Linked DNA regions of Gossypium hirsutum: region 1 is linked to region 2. Evidence: chromatin contacts called from public Hi-C data. All regions are on one chromosome and are shown on one strand. The core of a region is the stretch at or near the end of the contact, and the rest is flanking DNA. Distances in the headings are between cores, read along the strand shown. Region 1 holds the start of LOC107950577 (flavin mononucleotide hydrolase 1, chloroplatic). Region 2 holds the start of LOC107950582 (pre-mRNA-splicing factor ISY1 homolog).

The links. A called contact is a pair of places that touch in the nucleus more often than the background predicts.
Region 1: a Hi-C map of leaf shows a contact between it and region 2, with 8 times the contacts expected there. The contact joins the promoter of LOC107950577 here to the promoter of LOC107950582 in region 2. A contact is called at or near these places in 14 of 34 Hi-C or Micro-C datasets (anther, callus, fibers and 3 more).

What each region holds. Positions count from the first base shown.
Region 1 is chrD03:7,656,963-7,662,708 of Gossypium_hirsutum_v2.1, forward strand. It overlaps LOC107950577 (flavin mononucleotide hydrolase 1, chloroplatic), which reads left to right and starts at 4,194. Exons shown (of 7, transcript XM_016885455.2): 1 at 4,194-4,566; 2 at 4,728-4,803. The coding sequence starts at 4,343.
Region 2 is chrD03:7,503,874-7,509,075 of Gossypium_hirsutum_v2.1, forward strand. LOC107950582 (pre-mRNA-splicing factor ISY1 homolog) reads right to left here and starts at 3,144. Exons shown (of 2, transcript XM_016885460.2): 1 at 2,840-3,144; 2 at 1,313-2,506. The coding sequence starts at 2,477. The coding sequence ends at 1,578. LOC107950583 reads right to left here. Exons shown (of 2, transcript XM_016885462.2): 1 at 5,151-5,202; 2 at 3,973-4,219. The coding sequence ends at 5,165.

The DNA of each region.
Region 1 (5,746 bases), core at 2,944-5,443, 150 kb after region 2:
TTCATCCCATAAAAGGGCTCTCATACGTCCCCTGAGGGGCTCTCAAATGTCCCATAAAGGGCTCTTATACGTCCCGCACAAGGGGCTCTCATATACAGGTGTGCACTGAGTCTCTATATCATTTAATCTCCTTTCCCGGCTCAGTCCAACCAAACTTCCCTCAAAGCCATATAAATATAATGCATATGCAATCCCATGTATGACCATCTGAACCTTCTCAAAGCGATATAAATATAATGCATAACATATACAACATTTCGCCAATAGATACTATCTATCGCACGACATAAAATATGCCATTCATATCATTATGCAACATAAACATTTCTACTACCAATCATTTATATCAATTTAATACGCAACAATGCATCACGCCAAGCCTTTCATTTACTTAACATAAATAACTTACAACTATACAATTGCATCTTATTACACAACATATACCATGCCAACATTTCCTCTATTCAAAATGATCAGACTCATAACCAACAGTATTTGCATGTCAACACTACATGCACACACAAGACATCAACACTTTGCCACAAGTTGATTCACCATTAGTAAAACACTAGTTCATCATCTTTAATATATGAATGACACAAAATACATCCATTTAATATATGAGTTCGAGAACTCACCTGGGAGTTTTCGCCAAATCCATCTTCTAAACTTTTTTCCTTCGCTACACAAGCCTCCTTAGCCATTATAACACAACAACCATTTCAGAATCCAATTGAGACCATTCATTAGCATAAAATCAATAATTTCTTTGCATACAGAGGTCAGCTAAATGATCATTCGTCTATTTACCCAAAATAGAACAAAATCAATAGTCAACAAAATCTTCAACTTCTTTCTTTTTCTTAAATTCATTAATGCAGATAGATTAGAAAACTTACCAGCAGACAAGATTTCTGATTTCTAAGACTTAAAACTTAGTCTCTCCCTTCATGCACAAACGTTCCTCAATCTTTCTCCCTTCCTTGGCAAACCAGAGAAAAGAAAAAGTACAAAAAATAAAAGAATCATCTCAGAGAATAAGGCCTCTCTCCTATATATATATAGTACTCTCGTACATCCTTCATCAACACTAAATCGGTAGCCACCTGTAATAGCCTTAATCATCATGTCTCCCACTATGAGACTATCTATTTCAAAATCATCTAGATTATGGTTGGAATCCAACCTTCCTCAACCTACCCGCCACTTAACTTTAATTACAAAAAGAACTTACCAGAATAGAAAACTTTTCAATTTAATCCACAATTCTCCTTTGCAACATACGACTTAACAAATATGGGTGCATCTTATCTTTAATTACAAAAAGAACTTACCAGAATAGAAAAATTTTCAATTTTATCTGCAATTCTCCTTTGCAACATACGACTTAACAAATATGGGTGCAACAATATCTATAAGGTAAAAGTAATGTAAAAGTAAGTATTAGGAATACTTAGTAAGCTCATACAAATTCAATAATTAACCAACCTCACATGACCAATATATGTTAATCTAATTTGCAAACATAGTTTACCTTTCAACCAACACAGATTATCAGAGAGGTAAGTGTATACCCTGAATTATATACACTACGCCAAGTATGCAACATGATATTTTAACTTTCTTGTTCAAATAGCCCATCTTTCTTTTAAGGGTACAAATTCAAAATTTTAACAACAATTCTCCTATTACCTCTATTCCATAACTTACCAATTTCACTATTTGCATATTCTACTATACCCGATGAAACATCATAAAATAACTTGAAACACAGGTTCTCTTCACATCAGAGGCTCTTCTGAGCTAGTCACATACAGAGGTGTCAGGTTAATTGTCCAGGCTAAACCTTTATCGATACAAAGAAAACCTGGTCAAAGTTGTATATACATGTAAGGTTACCAATCCAAGCTAAATCTATGTCACATGTATCTTCAAGTCAGCAACAAATATTGGATATCAGAATCATCATGAAATAACATGTATGAATGTGTACGAGTCTTTTACTAAGTTCATCAAGATGCTTTCATTTTATAATTTAATATCTCATTGCTATATTCAACAAACTGAATCTAACTTACCAAATTCAATTTATATAATTTAAATAATAAAATTAACGAAGAATTAAATAGCGTTTATATTGTATGAACTTATCTGGCAGAATGGAAACACACCACGATAAAGCCTACTTAACAACCTTCCCTTTTCCGTGGCCTTCTCTTTGCGGATTCAAATATTGATCTATAACATAATTTAATTCAATTCTTATCAACCAAATATCATTGATCATCTCACTGTATAGATATAAGTCAGTTCAATTCTATCACTTGAAATTCTAAATACTATTCATCAGCTTACAATGCATTTAAACCTGTTTCGGACATTCATACTTGAATCTTTATAATTAAGAATAACAATTCTTCACTTTATCAAGTAGATCTTTTTCATATCTGAATTTCTAATTTAATCAATTAACACCAACACCTTAAGCACATAACAATGATAACACTTCAAAACTTTAACAATTTTGAAAATAGAGACAGGAGTTAACTAAATTGAGTTATCACGTTCACAAAAACATAAAATTTATAAGAATTAGACTACAATTTACTTACTATGCAAGGCTGAAAGCTAAAGAGATTCTTAAAGCTTTTCTTTTCTCCTACTATGGTGAGATTTCAAAGAAAAAGATGAGAATCAAAATAATTCTTTTTCCTTCCACTTAAATACTTATTCTCGCATTTATCAAAGTGTTATTTTACTAACATTCTAATAGGTGTTCATCCTAATCCATGCATCAATTGTCCACTAACATTGAAAGTGGACAATTGCTATATAAAACCTTTTAACTCCTAAAGTTCAAGTATGACTAACTATTACCTTCATTACAACTTAGTCTTTAAACTAAAATCAATTATCAAATCAACCTAATTATCAAATCAGAATTTCTTATAACAATATAATAAACTAGCAATCATGAAATATGAAAATTTATAGACTCAACCATCGGTAAATGGAGTTTTGAAACCACCATTTTCGGTAACAAATTCATACAATAAACAATAAGCAATAAAGGGGATCATTACACCTTATAATATGCTAACTCTATTTGATGTATGCCAACTAGTTTTACTGGACATTAATCATTTTATACAAGTATAGACATTTATATAAACAAAACAAAATCAATAATTAACATAGAAATGTGAGATTTTAGGTGAATGTTCACTTGTCTCTTACAGCCTTATTTGCTTCAAGAATGAACATTCAATACTCAATTTAGCAATAACATCCAATTAACAATCATAACAAGTAATAAATCAAACACATGATATACAAACAAAACAGTGAACCATGCTTCAATAATCCGATACTCGCTACCCTATAACGAAACTAATTCGTAATCCGCTTTGAATGCTTCAAACGTGATGTTGATCATTTTAAATCCTCAATATCAACCCATATATAATTAAAAATACAAAACTTTTCTTCTTACCAACTATACTTAAAATTTATTTTCTTTCTACTTTTTCATTTATTCCTTCTACTTTTTCACTCAATCAAACACATTAGATCACAAGAACCTTGAATCATTAGCTTGATAGGTGCTTGGAAACTTGTTTAGATGGAAAATAAATAGATAATATTTTTTATTTAAATTTAATTATAAAATATAAAAAAATTTGAACAATAAAATTCGTTGTTCCGATTCAATTTGTTATCAAGTTTTACAGCCTATGCATGCCAATCAAGGTTCGAGGTTGACACAATTGGTCCAATATCAGGGTTTTCACACATTTAGCATTAGGATCCGCTAATTTAAATTTTTTTAAAATGTGTTTGGTAATTTTATTAACTTTTTAATTAATATAAAATTTTTCAACAAAAAAATGTTGAATAAGATAAGTAGGTAAGTAGCTTACATATTCTTCTTCTTCTTGGTTAAAAAGTAAGATATCCAAACTATTATGTTTAATTTTTTTATAAAAAATATATAAAATAAATTAAAATAGTAATAGTAATAACTAATAAGATTGAATTTAAGAAATAAATAATTTTGAAAAAAATTAAATTTATCCAAAGGAATAATTACATTCAATATTTAATTTTATTAAGAATATAAATTCATCACTAAAATTTTTTTTTATAAAATTACAAATATATACATATAAATATTGTGCCAAGGCATTTTATTTTTTTGAGAAGTACCCACAAACATGGATGAAACAAATAGTAAGCCCAAACATAGAGAGGCAAACCCAGAGTTGCGCAGCGAACATTGACCCTTCTTTCCTGGTAAGGGGAATCTGGAAACCAAAATATCAAAAATTCTCTTGGGTTGCAAATGTACGTTTGGATGGCTCAATTTGTTAGAGCATCACCACCACCAGCCACATCACTCTGCTTTCGTCCAAAACTATTTTCTCCATTCCCCAGAACCAGGATGGCAGTCAATCCCACCAACACATCACCTTCCTTCAACTCCAGGAAGCTTCCGATTTTGCTGTTTGACATCATGGACACCATTGTTCGTGACCCTTTTTACCATGACGTCCCTGCCTTCTTCGGGTAACTGGGTTTTTCATCTCCCTCCCCTCTTTCTCTTTTTTAATTCTTGTTTCGAATTGTGTTTGTTGGGTTTATATCATTTTTTTTTTCATTTCAAACCAATATAACTGCCACTGCTGGCGATAGTTTTTGAAGTGATCAAAGTTAAATTCGATGGTCAGAATGTCTTTGAAGGAACTAATTGAATGCAAGCATCCAACTGCATGGCTTGAGTTCGAAAATGGGGTGATTGATGAGGTACACCTAGATTAATAATGTGGGAAAGTTATATTTCTCTAGATTTTATTGACTAAAGTAGTCTTATGAGTAAGTGTTGGAAGATCTTTTAAACTGTTTGATTGAGGTACCTAACAAATTATAATATTTATTGAAACATGTTTCACTTGTCAATTTTTTAGGATTGATTGCCATTTCAAGCAATAAAAGCTAAGTTGGATGTTTATTCCTTTGAATTTTTGTACATAAAGGCGAGTTGAATAGAGTTCCGTAGTAACAGCTTTGACCTCAAGCTGTTTTGTGTACGAGAGGCTTGAAACCATCCCTGAGCTTGAATAAGTTTCATTTTATAAACTTGATCTTGACTTAATTAGGATCAAATATCTTAAAGAATATGTAATGTTATTTGTTCTATACCATTCATTTATTCAGACACACATAGGCCCTAAAAATAATAATATTATATATATTATAGTACATATAGATGATAATATATGCATTTTACTAAAAATATACATTTTTAAATGCTTTGTTATCCCTGCCGGTGTTTGAGCCTGAACTTGACTTGGCAGAGGAGGAGTAGAACTTGACTATTTCCTGAGTAGCTTGCACAGCATGTTGACCCACTTACAACCCGAGTTGGTGACATTGCATTAGTTTTGATTTTTCTTACTTCCCATCATTGTTGTCTTCTTACATCTCCTGCAAAATATCATTTAGCTGTTAAACACAAAATGAAATGGCCCTTTGTAGTCCTTTTCCTTCGTCTTTGATGTACTTTGCTTTCTGATAAGTGGATATAGTAGCTAAAACATTAGTCTATTAACAATATTTCTCTAGGCTTCAGCTAGTGAAGCTTGTGTACACAACCGAAGCATAACACACCACATATCTGTTGCCTTTAGATTAACTATCAGTACATTCATTGATTATTATTTATATTCTTTATTGTCCAGTATCCTTA
Region 2 (5,202 bases), core at 1,894-4,393:
CTTGGACGTTTTAGAAGCAGTTGTGTTGAGGTTAGGAAAATTATAAGACCTAAGCACTTTCATTGCTTGGCTTGCTGTACTTGATGGACTTTTCAATTAGAAGCGAACTTCATGCATAGCATGGGCTGCCAAGTAACCAGTGAACGTCCCCCATGCAGCACTGAAGAGGAAACTAGAGATCAATTTATTATTATTATTATTTAAAATGCCAATTCTCAAACAGGTTTGGAATATGTTTCTTCAAGCATGTGAAGTTTGCTTTCAAATTGAACAATGGCAAGATGCAATGGCCTGGGCAATTCGCAGTTCAAAAGAAATTTTTGTATGCAAGCGTTCTTGAATGCGCTTGTCCATGGAAGTTTGAGATCTAGTCCTTCACTCTTGGCAAATCGCAAATCAATCGAAGAACCCAAAAACCCCAATACCTGAAGTTAGTTAATATCAGTCATGTCAAATGGATACTAAAGTATGTTTAGCATCTATGTCTTGGACATAAATTTACACATGTTTATCATCATCACAGATCTCTATAGTACAAGTACAATTAATATTTAATGTAACAGTTGGTGGCATCTTTTGTTAATGAAGATCACAGGTGGCATGTCAATTTCCAGAAGATATCAAACACCATTACTAAAAGTAATGGCACAAACCGAATGCTACCACAAACCCTAAAACCCTAAATGCTACCACAAACTGAAATGGCACTTATTATTTACACTATTAAAATGATCAATTCATTTCAGGGTAACTGTAAAAGGGAAATAACCTAAAACTAGTGACATGGTGAAAAGTAAAAGCATGAAAAAGTTCCCACCAAGTCTAGGCACTTAAACAAATTAGAATACCTTAAACAACCGTTGAAAGAACAGCAAGGGTGCGATATTTTTCATAACAAGTTAAACTCCAAAAATAGAGTTGAAGTGAACGGAATATAACATGTTAGGAGGCTGGTTAGGGTTAAATGGTGCAACTTGTCTTTATAGTTCATCATAGCTCATGTATGTCATCCATCCAAAAACTTAATTTGTTAGATTAAAAATACTATGGCCTCCCTTGTAGACTCAGAAAAAACTTGTTAAAGTGCCTGCAAAATGTTCTAAATATGCAAAAGACTAACGGCAGTATCAGTCATCCGATGTTGAGTAGCACTTCACTAAGTTAACAATTCCGGTTTTATTTCAAAACTAAACTAGTAAGATGCTGACTGCTCGAAAAAGCATCAGGGGAAAACCAACATTTTTTCTAATAATCTCAAGCATCACCCAACAAGTGAGGTATGAAAGCACCAGCAACAAGGACAAATGAAAGCTATCACAAGATTAACAACAATATCAATGTAACCAAATCCAGATACAAAACCATGACTCTAATAGGTGTAAACAACATCACAAGTTGCAAATATAAAGAATTTTCCTGCTCTTTTCCACATAAAAACCAAGTTGCATATGGGAGAGTAATTCTTGAAACTCAATTCTCACATAAAATCTAAAAGCAATCTAACCAAAACAGAAAGGTCATATAATTCGATATCAACGAAGTCCAAATTAAAAGATACAACATTACCAGCATCTATTCTACCGATGGATATTAAGCATGTCCTTGGCTTCACTCTGCTCCTCCAACAGCCCTTCACTCGCATACTTACTTAAAAGCTCCATCTTCTTCCTTTCAACAACCATCCTCTCAATCTCCTTCTCATCAGGCAATGGCACGTGCACGACAAATTCCCTCTCCTTATCCTTCCTCTCTTTCTCCTCCCTCTCCCTCCTCTCCTCCTCCACCACATCCTCCTCTTCCTCAAACAAAACCTCTCTCGCAGCAGCTCCCACGCTAACCACCTCCTTCGCCCCTCTCCTTGCCTCTCTTCTAATCTCCTCCACTCTCCGCCACTCTTCCTCGGCTTCAGCCCTCATCTTTGCCTCAGCTGGCCCCTCCACTCTAGCTAAAACTCCATCCTCTTCATCCCTATACCCATAATAACTCGCATCAATCCTCTTATAAATATCATATCTAGTTCTCCTCTTTCGCAACTCCGGCGGCTTCTCAAACAACTCCCTAACTCCCGGCAACTTCTTTGCGGCTCCGAAATACCGATACCCAGGGCCACGGCCACTGGGGTTTGGAACATCCACTATGTTCCCTTCTAAATCTGTCATTTTAGGGGCATGTTTGGCGTAATTCGGGCCGCCGAGTTCAACGATGCGCCGTTCCCAGTGCGACTTCTCTCGTATAAGCTTATTGATCTCGTCGTTAAGGTCGCGGAGTCGATGTTCTCCGAGGCCTTCATTCTGAATCTCAGCGACCTTGCGGCCAATCTCTCGCATGATTTGTTGACGCCATTTGTCGGCCTCAGCAAGGTCACGGCACTCAGAGGCGAGGAAAGGGCGGCGTTCTTTGGGCTTCTTTTTTTCCTCGGCTTTTAGGGCTATGAATCGATTGAGCATCGACTGGGCTTTCTCTTCGTTTCGAGCCATATTGTGATTGAGGGTTTCGGAACCAAGAGCTAGCTTTTGAGAAAGTTTAGCAAATGAGAGTCAGAAAAGCTTTAACCGCTTAATCTCCAAATAAATAACTCAGTGCAGACAGAAAAAGGAACAATGTAAAAATTGCTAATTAAGTTCCTCGGTATTCTCGGCAACCAAACAGAGGTTAAAGTAACAATAGTTACATGAAAAAATAAGAAATAAATTTACCATTAAATGTGCACAACAGATTAGAAAAAAACTGAAAAAGTATGAAGGCAAGGCCAATATTTCTCTAGACCTTATCATTGAAATGCCTCCATTTACCAAAAGAAAATCAAATTTAATGAAAAACAAAGGATTTTGAAATTCACCTGCCCTGAAACGTGAGCTGAAAGTGAGACGTCTTAAAACTTGAAACGTTTCAGAAAGAAATGGCAAGTCTGCTCGCTCGATCCGTATTAAAATTATAAAGCCTCCAGCGGGTGTGTGGTGGGTTGGTAGTGACTGCCTGACTGGTGAACGATGATGGTGGTGGCCGGTGGGTGTTGGAGTGGAGAAGGAAAAGTTATTTTGTTAGGGATTTAGAAATTAGCTGTTAGGGATTAGAAATTGGGGGAGTCGGCTGAAGAGGAAAAGGAAAGAAGCGGTAGACAGGCATGTGATTCGGGCCGGGCTTAGGATAAAAAAGTTTTATCTGAGGATCGGTTTATTTAAAAAATGGATTTTTATTTATTTATTAAAATTTACCTTTTAGAATTATATTTTTGTTCAAATTTTTTTTATTTTTCAGATAAATTTTCGGATTTAAACAGATCATTTGAATCATGATTAAGTCTAATTATAACTAAAACTCTAGAAGAATTAAAATTGAAACATGATAAACCAGCCAAAAAGAGAGAAGGAAAGAGAGACCTCCGAATCGAGATTTGTAACTTGGTTATGATTTTGATAGTTCGTGCAAGGTGCATGTCTGATACTTCTATTTTTTTAAAAGAATTTTATCTCTCCACTTTAGAAATTAATCTCTATATTTCATTGGTAAATCCAAAAACTGATAAGTTCATCCAATCTTTTGCTAATGTTACTAATCTTTATTAATTCCTTGAACATAAATTATTGAATTACTAATTTTTACTAATTCCAATGCTAATTTTTAAGACTAAGTCAACATTTTACGTCAAAGTTTAACTATGTTATCTAATTGAATTATTTTAAGTTTCTGTAAAATAAAATTCTGACAAATAAAAAAAAAAATTCTCAACTTTTATAAATTGAAAAAGGAAAAAGTTATAATTAAACCTTTTTTTTCTTTAACAATTTTTTTCCCTTAATAGTGATCCAACCCCAGTCTTAATAATCAAGCTCTTAAGTTGCAGAACAAAATTCTAAGCTTCTACACGAGAAGAGACTAAATAAAATTTAAGACACCGTTAGTAGGAGGGACTAGATAAAATTCAAGACATCCCTAGTATGATTAATACGGTAAAAGAAAAACAGGCGTCAATAATTCAAGCTATCAGATTATTATAGCAAGCAAGTCCTCAAAGAGGAAATAATAATTGTAAGTTGCTGCCTATGCTTGGATCACAACACATCATGCTAGTTTCAACGTTAAACCGGAAAATATGACATTGCTCAATTTCAATGTTGAATACTTCTTGTTTTGAGACTCATTGCCATCAGAGAAAATCACACTACATTGCAGCTGTAATTGATCATCAGTTTCACGAGTGAAGTTTGTCCCTTGCCTACTGCAGCCGCAAAAGATCTAGTGAGAAAAACATTCATTAGAACAAAGGAGGCATAGAAATTGGCAGGTTGTTGATACAGGTTCCTAGCAATTAATATAGTAAATATACTTTCAAGATACCTACATCATATACTCGCCAGACCAATTCCTACTACACCAAAATATACCCTGCTCATGTTCATTTTTACGGGTAAGAAGTATATGTGCAACACTTGGATTATTAACTGTCGAGCAAATTTTTACGATAAAAATAGATGTCTAATCCACACAGGCACACATGCAATGCGCGCCCACATACACAGGATGACATTCGAATATATCACAAATTGGAAGTCAGATTGAACAAGAAGATGCCAATACTACAAAAACTTAAACATGCCAAATGGCAAACGTGACCAATAACAGGAAGCACCAATTGGAACTCAGCCAGAGCAAGAAACAATTTATTTATAACATAACTTGATCAAAAATATTGCTGTAATTGAGCATCGAAGACTTAGTATCCAACATAGTCGAAACCTATGTTTTAAACAAAACTATGAAGTAGTCTTTGAATGGTAGCAAGTAAAACCGTCAATCAATGCCATATGAATTCTATCCTATGGTTCTACCTTCAATGAATCAATTTCAAGTCCAGAGATTAGTGAATGATAGTGCAATAAAAAAAGCAAGTTATTAGTTTAAGTAAGATTGAAAGTGTTGCATAACTGATATAATCAAACCAACAAAAGTCACTCACTCATATTTGGATTTTAAGTCCTAATTGGTTTAAATTCAACTCCCACTCCCACCCCCACCCCACCCCCCCCCCCAAAAAAGAAGAGTTCCATATACATTCACTTCAAGTTGAATTTTTAATAAGAAAAAAACAGCATTACTTAAAACACTTAACGATTCGTCAATAACCTAATGAAGAAAAAGGGTTAAAATACCTTCCACCTCGCCTTCACCTAAGCTTCTGCTTGGTGGAACTTTTCTTAGCCG